Linked DNA regions of Canis lupus: region 2 is linked to region 1. The links are chromatin contacts, called in public Hi-C maps. All regions are on one chromosome and are shown on one strand. The core of a region is the stretch at or near the end of the contact, and the rest is flanking DNA. Distances in the headings are between cores, read along the strand shown.

Region 1 (3,953 bases), core at 255-2,754:
GACCCGCCCGCCGTCAGCCTAGGTTGAGGCACCCTGCGTGTGTCTATAACTTTGTGCTGCTGCCGCGGCCGCCCAGCTCGTGCAGGGGAGGAGGAGGAGGAGGAGGAATGTGCCAGGCGGCGGCGCGCAGGCTGACAGGCGGGTCCTCGGGCGGGCTGCGGCGGCGGCGGCCGGAGCGCCTCTCGGTGGCCGGGGTTGCGCGCCCCCTCCTCGCCGCGCCCCGGGCCCGCGCGGAGTCGTGCGTCCTCCCCCCTCGTCCCTGAAGGGAAGCAACCGAGGTAGGCGCCGGAGCTGTGCAGCGGGGCGGTCGCCTTCCCGGTGACTCCGGATCTGCTTCCGAGCCGGGCCAGGCGCTTCCCTTTTCCCTCCCCGTGACTCGGTGTGCGCGCCCCCCTTTCCCTCCCGCTGCTGTTTTTAAAGGACTTGAGTGAAGGGGGGAAAACTGTCAAGATGGCAGCAGCGGGAGCAAGGAGGTGATGAACGTGCGGGTCCGGGTTTTCTGGCAGCCCGGGAGACTTGGCGCTTCCTGACCTGTTGGAAGATTTACGTTCCGACTCGCCCCCTCCCCCTGCCCTTTCCCGGGAAGGGGGGTGGGTGGGGGGGTGCGGGGTCCAACGCCCGCCCGCAAACCGAAGCACACAAAACCCCAAAGTGGTCGTTCCCGCTTGGCTCGACCCTTTGCAAACACCCGCCGAGCTGCTTGCCCCCCGCCCCGCCCCGCCCCTACCCCCACCCCCGATCCTCCCCTCCTCGCTTCCCGTCTGGTCTTTTTTTTTTTTTTTTCTTTTCTGGAAGTGACAAGAGCCCGTCCGCGCCCGGACCCACGTTCGTCCTCCTGGCCCCGCGCCGCCCCCCGGAGCCCGGGCCCCTGGCCCCTGGGCGCGGAGAGCGGAGTCCACGGGGGCGCGGGGGCGGCGGGCGCGGGGCGCGGGGCGCGGGGCGGAGCGGAAGGCGCCGCGGGAAGCACCCGCGCGGGGCCCGAGCGAAACATAAACAAACGCACGCCCGCCCCGGCTCCGACCGCGGCTCGGCTGCGCCAGCCCCGGCCGCTGCCCGCTTTAAAGGCGCGGCCCGCGCCCCTCCCCCGCCCCGCCCCTCCCCCTCCTCCCCGCCCCGCCACCTCGCCCGGGAGAGACCTGCCGAGCCGGCGGCCCCGCGCGAGCGCGTCCATTCGCTCCCGGCTCCCCGCGGCCTGGCAGGGGGCGGTGTCTGCTGCGCCAGGTCCGCGGGACGCACGTCTCCAGGTCTGCCTGTCTCCGGGAGGCGGCGGCGGCGGCGGCGGCGGCGGCGGCGGGCGCGGGGTGGCCGAGGGCTGGGCTGCCGCGCGGGTAACCAACTCTCTCCTCCGTGCTTCCCCAGGCGGCGGCAGGAGCGGCAGCGGCTCCCGGGAGCCCGAGCCTCCGCGGCGCCCCCGGGCCTCCCCCGCCGCACCCCGCCCCGGCGCGAGAGCGGAGCGCGAGAGCCCGAGAGCCCGAGAGCCCGAGAGCCCGAGCCGCGGGCGGGCGGGCGGGCGGGGAAGATGGCAGAGGCGCCGGCCTCCCCGGGCCCGCTCTCCCCGCTCGAAGTGGAGCTGGACCCCGAGTTCGAGCCCCAGAGCCGGCCGCGCTCCTGTACGTGGCCCCTGCAGAGGCCGGAGCTGCAGGGGAGCCCGGCCAAGCCCTCGGGGGAGACGGCCGCCGACTCGATGATCCCCGAAGAGGACGACGACGACGACGACGAGGACGGCGGTAGGGCCGGCTCGGCCATGGCGCTCGGCGGCGGCGGGGGCGGCGCGCTGGGCTCCGGGCTGCTCCTCGAAGACGCGGCCCGGCTGCGGGCTCCCGGGGGGCAGGACCCCGGGGCCGCGCCGGGCCCCGCGGCGGGCGCGCCGAGCGGGGGGACCCAGGCGCCGCCGCAGCCTCCGCAGGCGCTGGCCCCGCCGCAGCCGGGGGCGGCCGGGGGCTCGGGGCAGCCGAGGAAGTGCTCGTCGCGGCGCAACGCCTGGGGCAACCTGTCCTACGCCGACCTCATCACTCGCGCCATCGAGAGCTCGCCCGACAAACGGCTCACTCTGTCCCAGATCTACGAGTGGATGGTGCGCTGCGTGCCCTACTTCAAGGATAAGGGCGACAGCAACAGCTCGGCGGGGTGGAAGGTGCGTACCCACCCCGGGCGGGCGGCCGGACCCGCCGGGCCTCCTGCGCAGGGCGACGCGCGCCTGCATCCCGCGGAGCGCGCCCGCGGGCGCCGGGAGAGGGGTTGGCAGCGAGCGCCTCCGCTGTGAGGTTTCGGGGGAACCCGTGCGACCCCCCTCCCCTCCCCTCCCCTCCCCTCCCCTCCCCGGAGGAGGGGAACCTGGGGTCGGCCGCGGAGGGTGGGGCGGGAAAGGAGGCGCCCCCCCACCCCGGGGAGGCCTCGGGCATGGCCAGGTGAGGAGGAGGAGGAGGAGGAGGAGGAGGAGGAGGAGAGGGGGCAAGGGATGCCGGCGAGGGAAGGACCGGCGGACGGCAGAGCCTTTGCTGGATCCCCGGGACGGCACGGAGGAGGTAGGTCTGCGGCCAACTTCGAAGCAGGAATCACCGTCGTGGGGATGCGGGGAAGGCCCCGCGGGTGCAGTGAGAGGACGTGGGGGAGTGCTTGGGGCTCCTCCGGGGAAGGGGATGGATTTGTGCTTTGCAGTGCATGGTCGTCGTCGTTAGAGCTGCATGAGAAAAAAAAAACCCCTTGCGTCGAAGTTTCTGGCTTGTGGGTGTTGGTTCCCGCAGGCACAGCGATCCCATTAAAAAAAGCAGTGGTTGCAAACCTTTTTTTTTTTTTTTTTTTTTTTCCCCTGGCTGCCTTTCTTTTTCTTTCTTTCTTTTGGTTGCCTGTGTGGACACCTTTACTCCTTAGAGATGTTTCTGCAGTAAATCTGTCCCCCCCCCCCCGCCCCCCAACTTGGGATGTTTCGAGTCCCGGAGCGGGCCAGCCCTGCCACCTGAAGGACTGGCCACACCTGCTGCTCCCGCCGAGGCCTGGACTCCGGCGCTGTTTGAGGCCCGGTCCAGGTGTGGAGGGCTGAGGCCTGGAGCTTCACCTAGGCCTTTGGGAGGGAGGTGTGGTGGCGGGGCTGGGTCATAATGGCTTCTGCCTATAAATGAGCCAGAAGAGAGGCTCTCTACTGTTCCTTTTCAGCCTCTCGGGGCACTGGACACGTGGTAGGAGAGAGGTGTGGAAAGGCCTATGATGTAATGACTTCCTGCAGTTGGGCATCCAAACAGATTAACTCCTGTGCCCCTGCTGGGCTGCTGATACCCAGCTGCTTTGCTCTTCCTGGCACCTCATCCTCCTGGCCTCTTTCCCCAAGACGTGAATGTGTCAGTACCAGGCAGAAGGGTGCTTGCAGTTGGAGATACATATGGCTTATCAGTTGCTTCTCTTTGCAAGTTAGCTTTTTTTTTTTTTAATTAATGAGGTAGTTCCTTCCTCATTTTGTCCTTTCCTTACTGTCTTTGGGGAGCCCTGTATCTTCTTGGGTTCCAGTAGGTGTATTCAGTAAGAATAGTTTAATCTTGGTGGAGCACTGGAGAGGAACCTATATGTGAAAAAACTAAAGAATTTTGTGTATTGTCTTCATTTCCTTAAAAAAAAAAAACCCAAAACAAAACCCTTACAAAGTATCTGTTTTTTTTTTTTTTTAATTTCATATTGGCTAGTATTGGAGAGGACTTGCTGAGATACTTTAAAAGCAAAACTGTGCTTTAAAATTATTCCACATATCTGTCCCCTTTCCTTTAACAAATGCTGACATTATGAATCTTACATTTGCTCTAATTTTACAGCTTTGCAAAGGAATGCCAGTTGTGTGATATGAGGGCCATTTACAGAAAGCTTGAGAGTGAATAGCATTTCGAGGAAGTGCTACTGTGATATCTTTTAAAACAGAGTTTCAAAGTGAATAGCAAGGGTTAATCTCAAGGTACAGCATCAGAAAG
Region 2 (3,957 bases), core at 1,165-3,664, 100 kb after region 1:
TTTTTTTTTTTTTTTTTCTCTCTCAGAGGTCTCTTTATGGCCATCATAGAAGTGCCAACATATGACCCATGGTTGTTAATGTTCATTGCCCAGCCTGAACTGGAGGCCCTTCTTGCATGGGAACATATACATGGCAAATACTGAGTATTTTGATTTATTACTTATGGTAAAATTCTGCTCTCTTTCTGTGTTTTAGAAACATTCTGGTAGAACACATGTATTTGCATCTTCTACATAAATACAGTTGGTGATTGCCAATTTTTTGAAAACTATGGTAACTTTTAGGATTGTTTGTATTTAATATATAGCATCAGGCAATACCTTTTGTCTTTAATTTGCAAATAAAAACTGATCTGGCCTGTAGGTGCTGTTGCAGATGTGGAGAATACCACCAACTCCTCTCTTTTACTGCACCTGAGGCATTTTATAGATTAGAAGAGTCCACATCAGGTGATGAGCTCTTCCCACCATGGACTCTGTTTTATTATAGCAATAAGAACTCCCTGACTTGGTAGCATGACTGGTTCCTGAAGTATATTATCATATATCATTCTTACATCATCCCTGTCAGGGAGGGATGGTTTGGATGTTATTATGGCAATAATGAAGATAGAGAAGTAAAGTTGTTGCAGATGGCTTAAATGATTTGCTCAAGGTCACATGGTTGATCCGTAGCAGAGATAGGACTGGATCTGGGTCATCCTAGCCAACCAAGCTTATCTGCCAAGCCAAGAGGAGGATCTTGCAAGGTGGCTGCAATTTGTTGGGATTTTGATGATATTTTGCCAATTTCTTTTTTTAACCCTTTAATATAGAATAGTTTTAGATTTACAGAAAAGTTACAAGACTAGAACAGAGTTCTCATATACTCAGCATCAAGTTTCCCCTGTGTTAACATCTTATCTTAATCTATGGTTAATTTGGTACATTTGTCGCAATTAATGTTCCCAAATTGATATATTGTTATTAACCGAAACCCATATTTATTCACATTTCCTTCATTTTTACCTAATGTTCTTGTTCTGTTGCAGCATCCCATCCAGGATACACCTTACATTTAGTCATCATTTTTCCTTAGATTCCTCATGGGTCTGACAGTTTGGAGGAGTCCTGAATAGGCATTTTTAAAATGTCCCTTAATTGGGATTTGTCTAATGTTTTTTTCTCATAATTAGACTGGGGTGATGGGTTTTGGAACGAAGACTACAAACGAGGGTGCCATTTTTATCATGTCAAGAATGTAATCAACATGACTTAGCCTTAATGATGTTGATCTTGATGACCGGAGATAGTGTTTGTTTCTCCGCTGTAAAGTTACTTTTGCCTCTCCTTTCTATACTATACTCTTTGGAAGGAAGTTACTATGCTCAGACCATTGCCTCGAGGGAGGGTATCTATATAAACAATTCAGAATTGTTCTGAGTGGGAGACTTAACCTATTCCGTCAACTCAGTGAATCCTACTCTACCATTTTTTCTTATGCCTGTTGGACAGGTGTGAAACTGTGGCAGGAAGAGATGACGTCGAAGAAAGGATTGGTAACAATTCACACCAGTTCTGAGTTTATTAGATGTGGTTGAGAAAAGGTGGATGCTGCCTTTATACTAGCAGAGGAGAAAACCGTAAGAGAATAAAATGCCCCCCCCCCTCCCCCCCGCCAAGTGATTAATTACCCTTAGAGAGCCAGGGAGGTTTGTTGCAAAGTGCAGGGAGAGAGTGCAGTGGTAATAAATTATAAGTGTGAACTTTAGTATAGGTATAGGAAATGCAATTACAGAAAGGACAACAAAATTTAGGAATTTGGGGAAAACAGCATCATTGAACTTAAACATTCCAGCATCTCCTGGATACAAAACCATCTCCTACCTCCTAAACCTCAAACTTGGTGTGTATTTACCGTGTTGTCATTGAATTCCAACCTGGTTGGGGGCATATCATACAAATGTTTATCTTTTTTTTTAATCTCCAAAATTAAGGAGCCCCCCCCCCCAAAAAAAATGAGCATGATTGACTACTTCTCTGGGTGCCTACCTTGGGGCCATTTTTTTCTCATATTCTTCATTTTCCTTTCTCTCCACAGAACTCTATCCGGCACAACCTGTCACTGCACAGTCGGTTCATGCGAGTCCAGAATGAGGGGACTGGCAAGAGCTCTTGGTGGATCATCAACCCTGATGGGGGAAAGAGCGGGAAGGCACCCCGGCGGCGGGCTGTCTCCATGGACAACAGCAACAAGTATACCAAGAGCCGTGGCCGTGCAGCCAAGAAGAAGGCAGCCCTGCAGACAGCCCCTGAGTCAGCAGATGACAGTCCCTCCCAGCTCTCCAAGTGGCCCGGCAGCCCCACGTCACGCAGCAGCGATGAGCTGGATGCATGGACGGACTTCCGCTCGCGCACCAATTCTAATGCCAGCACTGTCAGTGGCCGCCTGTCACCCATCTTGGCAAGCACGGAGTTGGATGACGTCCAGGATGATGACGCACCACTCTCCCCCATGCTCTACAGCAGCTCAGCTAGCCTCTCACCCTCTGTGAGTAAGCCATGCACTGTGGAGCTACCACGGCTGACCGACATGGCAGGCACCATGAATCTGAATGATGGGCTCTCTGACAACCTCATGGATGACCTGCTGGATAACATCACACTCCCATCGTCCCAGCCATCGCCCACTGGAGGGCTCATGCAGCGGAGCTCTAGCTTCCCATATACCACCAAGGGCTCCGGCCTGGGTTCTCCAACTAGCTCCTTTAACAGCACGGTGTTCGGACCCTCGTCTCTGAATTCCCTGCGCCAGTCTCCCATGCAGACCATCCAAGAGAACAAGCCAGCTACCTTCTCTTCCATGTCACACTATGGCAACCAGACACTCCAGGACCTGCTCACTTCAGACTCACTCAGCCACAGCGATGTCATGATGACCCAGTCGGACCCCTTGATGTCTCAGGCCAGCACCGCTGTGTCCGCCCAGAACTCCCGCCGGAACGTGATGCTTCGAAATGACCCAATGATGTCTTTTGCCGCCCAGCCTAACCAGGGGAGTTTGGTCAATCAGAACTTGCTCCACCACCAGCACCAAACCCAGGGTGCTCTCGGTGGCAGCCGTGCCTTGTCGAATTCTGTCAGCAACATGGGCTTGAGCGACTCCAGCAGCCTTGGGTCGGTTAAACACCAGCAACAGTCTCCTGTCAGCCAGTCTATGCAAACCCTCTCGGACTCTCTCTCAGGCTCCTCCTTGTACTCAACTAGTGCAAACCTTCCCGTCATGGGCCATGAGAAGTTCCCCAGCGACTTGGACCTGGACATGTTCAATGGGAGCTTGGAATGTGACATGGAGTCCATTATCCGTAGCGAACTCATGGATGCTGATGGGTTGGATTTTAATTTTGATTCCCTCATCTCCACACAGAATGTTGTTGGTTTGAACGTGGGGAACTTCACTGGTGCTAAGCAGGCCTCATCTCAGAGCTGGGTGCCAGGCTGAAGGATCACTGAGGAAAGGGGAAGTGGGCAAAGCAGGTCAGTGCCCAGTGCTATGGCATTTAATAACAAAGTGGGGGTGATGGGGGGAGGTTGACTTTTATTTACTTTGAACTTTCCTCCACATTGAGAAATAGAGGACCATGGAGCAGTGGTACACAGAAATGTGGCTCCCAACCATTTCATCTCCAAGTCAAACGGGGCCATCAAGTGCCCCTCCCCACAATTTGCTGACAGCTCAGGAATTTTACTGCCAGTAAAAAGAACATACACACATTCAGAGATTTTATTCTTCTTTGTATCCAGTCACCCTTGCTTATCCATGACACAGGTCTCCCTACTGGATGTATGGATGAGGATGGATGGAAGGGGAGGGAGGGGTCCTTAAGTCACACAAACTTCAAGGTTAAGGACCCAGCCAGAGAACATTCTCAGACCCTCAGGTCCAACACTGCCATTGTTGATCTTCGACGTTGTGGT

The links. A called contact is a pair of places that touch in the nucleus more often than the background predicts.
Region 2: a Hi-C map of skin fibroblasts shows a contact between it and region 1, with 2.7 times the contacts expected there. The contact joins the enhancer-like site here to the promoter of FOXO3 in region 1. A contact is called at or near these places in 2 of 9 Hi-C or Micro-C datasets (liver and skin fibroblasts).

The regions. Positions count from the first base shown.
Region 1 is chr12:65,900,719-65,904,671 of UU_Cfam_GSD_1.0, forward strand. FOXO3 (forkhead box protein O3) reads left to right here and starts at 1,505. Exons shown (of 3, transcript XM_038554880.1): 1 at 1,505-2,134. The coding sequence starts at 1,520.
Region 2 is chr12:66,002,312-66,006,268 of UU_Cfam_GSD_1.0, forward strand. It overlaps FOXO3 (forkhead box protein O3), which reads left to right. Exons shown (of 3, transcript XM_038554880.1): 2 at 2,081-3,516. The coding sequence ends at 3,481. Among named protein-coding and RNA genes, the nearest start is that of FOXO3, 100 kb to the left of the region's middle. Within about 2 kb of position 2,415, at least 6 of the 20 cell types and tissues checked have an H3K27ac peak or open chromatin away from gene starts, as enhancers often do.